2 separate regions of the Arachis hypogaea genome follow, and region 1 is linked to region 2. Evidence: chromatin contacts called from public Hi-C data. All regions are on one chromosome and are shown on one strand. Each heading gives the region's core, a stretch centred on a gene start, on an enhancer-like site or on the middle of the called end of the contact. The rest is flanking DNA. Distances are from core to core; before and after follow the strand shown.

The links. A called contact is a pair of places that touch in the nucleus more often than the background predicts.
Region 1: a contact with region 2 is called in a Hi-C map of leaf, with 2.2 times the contacts expected there. The contact joins the promoter of LOC140183188 here to the enhancer-like site in region 2. A contact is called at or near these places in 2 of 8 Hi-C or Micro-C datasets (both in leaf).

What each region holds. Positions count from the first base shown.
Region 1 is chr20:120,249,042-120,252,979 of arahy.Tifrunner.gnm2.J5K5, reverse strand. LOC140183188 reads right to left here and starts at 1,792. Exons shown (of 1, transcript XM_072231209.1): 1 at 1,085-1,792. The coding sequence starts at 1,792. The coding sequence ends at 1,085.
Region 2 is chr20:120,155,741-120,159,561 of arahy.Tifrunner.gnm2.J5K5, reverse strand. It overlaps the pseudogene LOC112786237. Among protein-coding and RNA genes, the nearest start is that of LOC140183186, 14 kb to the right of the region's middle. Within about 2 kb of position 1,276, at least 3 of the 3 cell types and tissues checked have open chromatin away from gene starts, as enhancers often do.

The DNA of each region.
Region 1 (3,938 bases), core at 543-3,042, 93 kb before region 2:
TCTTGTAGCCAAACCAATTGAGCCTCTTCTTTGGAATTCTTCACCAACCTTAGCTCCAAGCCTTACCAAAGCTCCTCAAGCAATACCAATCTCCCAATTGTGCACCAACATCACCAAATACACTAACATAACCAATATCACATACATACATCAACTTAGGGCTCATAAAAATGACAAATTACAAGGGTTTGAGCACTTCTTACCTCAGCCCATATGAAGTAGGGATAGAACCTACTTAGAATCCATGTTGGAGTATCCCTAAACACCCAAAATCACAAGATTTCAACACTAACTACCCAAAAACGTGTAACAGTGGAAAATTTCGAAAATTGGGCAGAGATGAATAGAATACTCACCACCAAACTTAAATATAATTGTAGAGGATGAGAAGAGCGATGCGTGGCCGCAAACGGCTCGTCAATCGGAGCTCCGTAGCTCAAGTTATGGTGGTTTGAAGATCAAAGAGAGTTAAGTTTTCTCTCTTCTCTTCTCTCTTCCCAATTTCAGCGCCCAACACCCCTTCTTTAGGGCAAAATGAGCTGAAATGCTCATAACTAATGTTTATATATGTTGGGTCTTGGGCCCACTTAGGCCCGGTTCACTTATTTTTGTCCGTTGGCCCAATTTTTGGACCAAAACCTTTAAGATTAGCGCTCTAAATCGCACTTCAAATATTTCTACCTCCCCTAATTATAATTCCTCATTTCTTAATCCTACTTACTCATAATCAATTTTCTCAACTGCAGTACCAGACAGGTCTCAGCCGGTACTGCCGGTCAAAATTTCACTACGCGCTTTTACGCAGAAAACTATGTCTTCCGACTCAGAAAAATTCACTGAATCCAAATATTATATTTAAATCATCAAATTCCAATTGCCAAATCTTCCAACCGTATTCGCTCCTATTTAACTTATTATTTAATTAATTTCAGTTAGACCGGGTATTACATTCGATGGATTGTATTCGGGCATTCAATCTTGCTTTCACAGGGAGTCCTCCATGCATCAGTTTCCAAAGTAAATTCTTTATTTTCAGTTGACAATTAATTTTCCATACGCTCCTCCATAATTATTTTCTTTTGCATTATTCTGGTAGGTATTCAATTGGTGGGTGGTAGAAATTAAAGGCTATTTTGTATCCCGAAGCAACAGTGAAGTCGCCCCCTTTTTCCATCATCCAGGTAACTCTATCCTCTGATTCATGAATTGGAGTGTTAAGTATTGCTGTAGCTATGTCTAGATTGAAATTGGTCTGAATTAAGTTCTGATTCCATGTTTTGTTTGAATTCTGTAATTGTGAAACCCATTCTAGATTAACAGTCATTGCAGTGGTAGTAATAGGAGTAATTGAAACATAATCCTTCACCCATGAGTCTTCTCGGATTCTAATGTTAATTCTCCTTCCTACTTCACATAGTATGCCTTTTTTTAGCACCTTTCTCCCCTCGATAATACTCCTCCAATCCCATGATGGGTTATGTCCAACCTCTGCTCTTAGGAAGTTTGAATATCTGTAATATTTGCTTTGAAACACTTTATTGATGAGAGAATTAGGTCTGGAAACTAACTTCCAACCTTGCTTTGTGAGTATGGCAAGGTTAAAAGCCTTCAAATCTTTAAAGTTGAGACCCCTTTGCATTTTTAGTCTGCAAGAAATCCTCCATCTGATCCACTGCATCCTGTTTTCTGACCTTTTCTGCCCCCACCAAAATTGAAGTATGGCTCGCTGAATCTCTTCAATTACTGTTTCTGGTAACTTGAAACAACTTAGGGTGTATATCGATATCGCCATTGCCACCGCTTTAATAAGCACTTCCCGTCCACTAGAAGATAATAGGGCCCTCTTCTAGTGGCTGAGCTTCTGACACACCCTATCTTTAATGTAGTTAAACGTAGCTTTCTTTGATCTCTGAATCACTGCCGGTAAACCCAAATATTTGTTTTGATTGCCAACATGAGGGACAAGGAGAATTTCTGCCAAATGATCTCAGACTAGAATTGGTGTGTACTTACTAAAGAAGACTGATAATTTGTCCAAGTTTACCCTTTGGCTGTTAATTTCTTCATAGTTCTGCAAGACCTGTAGTAATCTCTGGCACTTTGCTTCTGAAGCTTTGCTAAAGAGGATTGAATCGTCTACAAAGAAAAGATAATTGATTATCGGACACCTCTGACTGAGTTTATTTCCAGCCTCTGTTCTTCTCTGTGGAGCAGAGAGGAGAGTCCCTCTATGCAAAACAAAAATAGGTAGGGAGATAAGGGATCACCTTGTCGTATTCCTCTACATGGTTTAAAATAACCATGAGGTTGTCCATCCATAGTAATAGAGTAAGATACCGTCGTCACAAGTTCCTCATTCCATTTCATCCATCGATCACAAAACCCTAGCTTCTTCTTCACCTTCCAAACAAAACTCCATTCCATCCTATCATAAGCCTTGCTCATATCCAGCTTTAATACCAAATCATAATCTCCATACCTTTATTTTGGAGAAAATACATGAGTTCGTGTGTAATTAGGACATTGTCACTAATCAACCTACCCTTTATAAAAGCACTTTGAGAGTCACTGATCAGTCTATTCATAACTGATTGAAGCCTGTGAACCAGAATTTTAGATATGATCTTATAGAAGACAGAGCTAAGACTAATCGGTCTAACTTGTTTCATAGAATTAGTGCCCGACACTTTAGGTATGAGACATATGTAAGTATGATTAAAAGCTTTCAAAATTTTACCTCCGTAGAAAAAGCTTCTAACAGCCGCTGTCACATCTCCCTTGATTGTACTCTAAAAGAATTGAAAAAATTTTGCTGTGAATCCATCATCTCTTGGAGCCGAAAAAGGATTGATGGAGAAGACTGCTACTTTAATTTCCTCTTTAGTCACTGGCCTACACAACATTCTATTAGTTGCTGCATTTATTTTTTGGCGTATTCCATCCAATTTTACAGTCGGATCTCTAGGACAGCTTGTTGTGAATAGGTTTTCAAAGAATTTCTGTGCAACTTCTGCGATTTTCTGCCGGTTCCTTTGCCATATTTCCTTCCTCGTCCTCCAACTCCTTAATTCTATTTTTTCGGTTCCTCGTTTGAAACTTAGAATGAAAAAATTTTGTATTTTTATCACCCCAGTTGAGCCATTACACCCTAGATTTCTCCCTCCAATATCGTTCTTCTTTCTCCAAAGCCTCCTCTAGTTCAGTTTCTAAGATCCGGATAGCATTTCCATCTGCCTGAACTCCTTTATGCATTTTTTATTCTATCCAATTCTTGAGAATCTGAATTTTCTTCTTTGAATTAGATTCTGAGTGCTGCTGCCATTGTACAATTGAATGTCTACAACAGTTCAGCTTTCCAGCTAGCTTAAACATTGGAGACTCATGAATATTGTTATCCATGCCTGTTTAATTAAACTAATCACCTCTTTATTTTCACACCATCTTTCTTGAAACCTTAACCTCCTCTTTACCCTCCTTTCTCCACCACCTGTGTTGAGAATGATGGCCTTATGGTCCAAACCCGAATTGGATAAGTGTGCAAGGGTGGTTACTGGAAATTCACTTCTCCACTCATTTGTAACAAGAGCTTTGTCTAATTTCTCCTTTATATGATTCTCTTCGAATTGACAATTATTCCAAGTGTATTTATCTCCCTCATAACCAATGTCTACTAGCCTTCCTTCATTGATGAAATTTCGAAACTGTTGTATTGAATTGCTGGATTTTTGTCTTCCTCCCTCCTTTTTCTCTTGATTTTTAATTGCATTAAAGTCTCCTATTCTTGCCAGTGTTTCACTTTCTCCTTCTATTATCTGCAGTAGTTTTGCAAATTGATCCCTTCTACTTGTCTCATTTGTCAGCAAATGAACTCCTATTATATTCCATTTTAAATCCGCTTGTTGGTCCTCTATAGAAAAATAGACATAGAACTGGTCATG
Region 2 (3,821 bases), core at 27-2,526:
CAAAGACCTTGTGAGCCAGCTTCGGCTGGTCAAAGAATGCGAAAGCTTTCATCAGTGTTGTGTAACTATTCTTGATGGGAGCTATCCCTCTTGTTCTCATTTCATTGAAGAAGCCGGGAGCCCCAACACTGTCATCAACCAATATGCACCCATTCAATCAGTATGTTATAGGACGACAGATCAGGCTGAATACCTCCATCATCAACCATCTCCTTAATCAACTCTCTTGCTTTATCTATCTGAAATTGATTGCAATAACCCTTAAGAAGAACATTATATGTTATTCGATTCACCGCCACGCCAATCCTCATCATTTCAGAAAGAACCCTATCCATGTAACCAACCTTCACAAGTGCCGAAACCACGGTGGTATAAGAAACATGATTAGGATGGCTACCAGCATCGTCCTACCGGCGCATTGCCTCTAGCATCCTCACAATATCAGTAACCCTCCCAGCTTTCATATAACCTTTCATCAGGGTGGTGTACATTCTAGTATTTGGAGCATAAGCTTTTGGCAACAACGGCAAATCATTGCAACCGTTAGATTCCATGAAATTCGGAAGCAATTTCGCAAAAACATTCTCAGCGTCAACGTCGGCATCATTATCATCACTCTCATTTAATTCTTCTAAATTCAACTCAATTTCTCTTTCTCTTTCCCTTATTATCCTAGAAAGATCCCTTCTTCCTTCCCTCATTGCCAGAACTAATCTCTCAGCAGTTTCTAAATCGCCAAGATCAACATAAGAGGCGACAATGCAATGCAAAATTGTGACACAAAATGGAATCCCTAATTGAAGAATCCTCTCCAAAACATAAACAAGCAAGTGCTTCCTACCAGTTCTACAACACAGCTTCATCAAAATGTTGTAACTGAATGCATCAGGAACGACGTCGTATTGAGGCATTTCATCGAATACCTGCAAGAACATGTTAGAGTCACCCAAATTGGCATAGGAATTAAGCACCGGATTGAGTGCAGCAATGTCAGGCATTGATGCTGCGGCGACTACGTCGCCACTGTAGAGTTTTCGGAGACGGCGGGTGATGCCCTTGAAAAGACGGAAAGCCTCGGCAGGGCCATTGTCATTGTAAGAAGCGAAGTGGCTGACGACGGCTGACCAGGCCTTGACGTTACCGTCGATTTGTAGGAAATCGTTGACGAAGTGAAGAGGAAGAATAATCAGGAAGTGTTGGATCAACAATCAACGGCTAGGATCAGCTTAGAAAGATGAGAGTAACGATTTGATGGGAAGTGACACGTGACGAGAGAGATAAAGAGAGGCCCCGCGTGAAAAGAGAGGGAGTAGGGTAGCCAGCAACCGTTGGATCGAAGATCTTGGCTGGGAGCTCAGATGGAAATCAATAATACCGATTTGTTGGAATGTTCCCGTGGCGTGCATGCGAGGAGCGCTGTGTGGTCCGTGACTCCAGATGCACATTGACACTCTCTCATCTCACTCATCATTCAGAAGCTGAAAGGCTAATAAATTGGTTAACTCTCTTCCTGGCATGCCTTTCTTTTCACCACCGTTTTTTTTTTTTCATTTGAAGGTTTCTTGTTCTTTGGAGTTGCAGGTTTATTTTTTTCAAGACGGTGAAGAAGAAAATTTCAATAGACAAGTATATTGTGAAATATCTTGATCATTTTAGATAAGTACTAGTGAAATAGCCCGTATCATGTACGGCCATAAATCAAGAAAACTGAAGCTAAATATGGTTTATTATTGGTTGTTTGATACAAAATAGATTAAACAAATGGTACAATTAAAAAGATATTTTTTAGAGTACAACCTTTATGAATGAAGATTATTAAACAGCTCGCGATACACAATATTAATGGTAGAGTTTGAGTTCATCCCCATTTTATTCTGAATCAGTAACCTAATTTCATTTTTTGACTTAATCTTTGATAATACAACATAGAGTTGTCCGTGTGTGAAAATTGGCTTCTATAAAAACAATTCAACCCTGGTAAGAATTTGTCTTGTCATGACAAAAGAAACCATCATAAAAAATTGTCTTCGTTGAAATTTAAATGGTAGAGTCTCATTATTTGGAATCATGTTCATTCGAGGTATCAATACAACCTGATCTAATTTATTTTCGGTCAAAATCATGCACTCAATAACATGCTTGCCCATCCTTTTGACTTGTAACCTGGTACCATTGCAAAGACCATTTGATTGGTCAATAATTTTAAGAAGCATGATAGGTACTTCAGGTTTTAGTTTTAATTTATGTGGAGGTATCCCTGAGCAATTTATTGCATTCAAAACATCCGTACTAAATGTATCCAACTCAGCCTCCATGTTACCCTCCTCTACACATAATGAATCAGAACTCAAGTAAATCCTTTCCTCACCTGGTAGTGATTCCATCGTGATGTTGTTTACCTCATTCACTACTTCCAACGTAGGTGCAAAGATGGTATGTTCCTTGAAATAATCAGGTTCTTTACATCCAGACAATAAATCTGGATAAACAAATCGTACCAACCTTTCGAAAGAATTGTCTTCATCAGGTATGATTAACTCATTTGGAATCAATACCTCAGATTCACCATCTGTTAAGTCACTAGTTAAACCATCTCCAATCAAGAGAATCCGTTTTGATAATTCATCGACTTCTACCTGGTGTAGTAAGTTTATCCCGCTATTAAGCCTCATGTTCTTGGTGAGTTTCAATACTTTGCATCAATTCCATAGAGATGATGAGTTTATTGATGCTTGAATGATGTCTTGATGTGAACCCATAGGAATGACGGGTAGAATTTGTCTAAAATCACCACCTAATACCACAACCTTACCACCAAAAGATTCATCTTGATTGTAGTTAGTTTCAAACCTCAAGACATCCTTCAGCGACTTGTCTAAAGCTTCGTAACAGTACTTACTCAATATTGGAGCCTCATCCCATATGATAAGTTTTGCCTTGCAAATCAGACGGGCTAATGATGAACCTTGTTTAATACTGCAAACAGAGTATTCGTTAATATTAAGTAGTATCCTGAACCTCGAATGAGCAGTGCGCCCATTAGGTAGTAAAAGAGCAGCAATACCACTTGTTACGGTGGGCAACCGGAGATTAATGGGCTGGACTCGTTGGGTTGGCCCAATCGCCAAAAAGGGGGAGCCTTTGAAGAGAATCACATCCTTAGGCCTCCGTCGACTTGTGAGTATGAATGAGTGGGGGGTGGTACCTACAAAGACACTCCGATGCCTAAATTAGCAAGGGAATAAGCAGGTTTAGAGAGTATTGGGTTTAGTGATACCTGAGGGATGTCAGGGTATTTATAGTGGTGAACCCATAACCATAGTTGGAGTAGTTCCACCATCTAAGGAGGAATAACCGTCCCTTTATCTTAGGGAAGTTGGAATATGGCTCCTGGAAGTGGGTAGAGAGATTTTAGGGGCAGTTACTCATTTGACTGAGTGTTTATCTGCCAGCTAATCTTCGTTCCCGACTTCTTTAGAGCAAGTCGTGACAAGCACCGACTTAGTAGGTCAGAGGTCGGCGTAGGGTGAGGCTCAATCCTTTGGATTGGGCAAAGGATTGAGCCTTTCGTTTGGTCCTGGGCCGTAGCGTTGGGCCAGGGTATGAACAGTGCCCCTACTCGAGCCCAATTTCTTATAAGAGTTAGGGTCAAGTATGTAACTCAGGATCGTAGCCGACCTGATAAGGAACCGACGTGATGTTTCAGAACCGACGTGTTTTAAAAATTTTCAACAATCGCGTCTAATCAAATATCGCGTCCGTTAGGGATTTGTGTATTCATACGCGGGGATTAGTTACATTGGGAACGGTGCCTCTCTTTA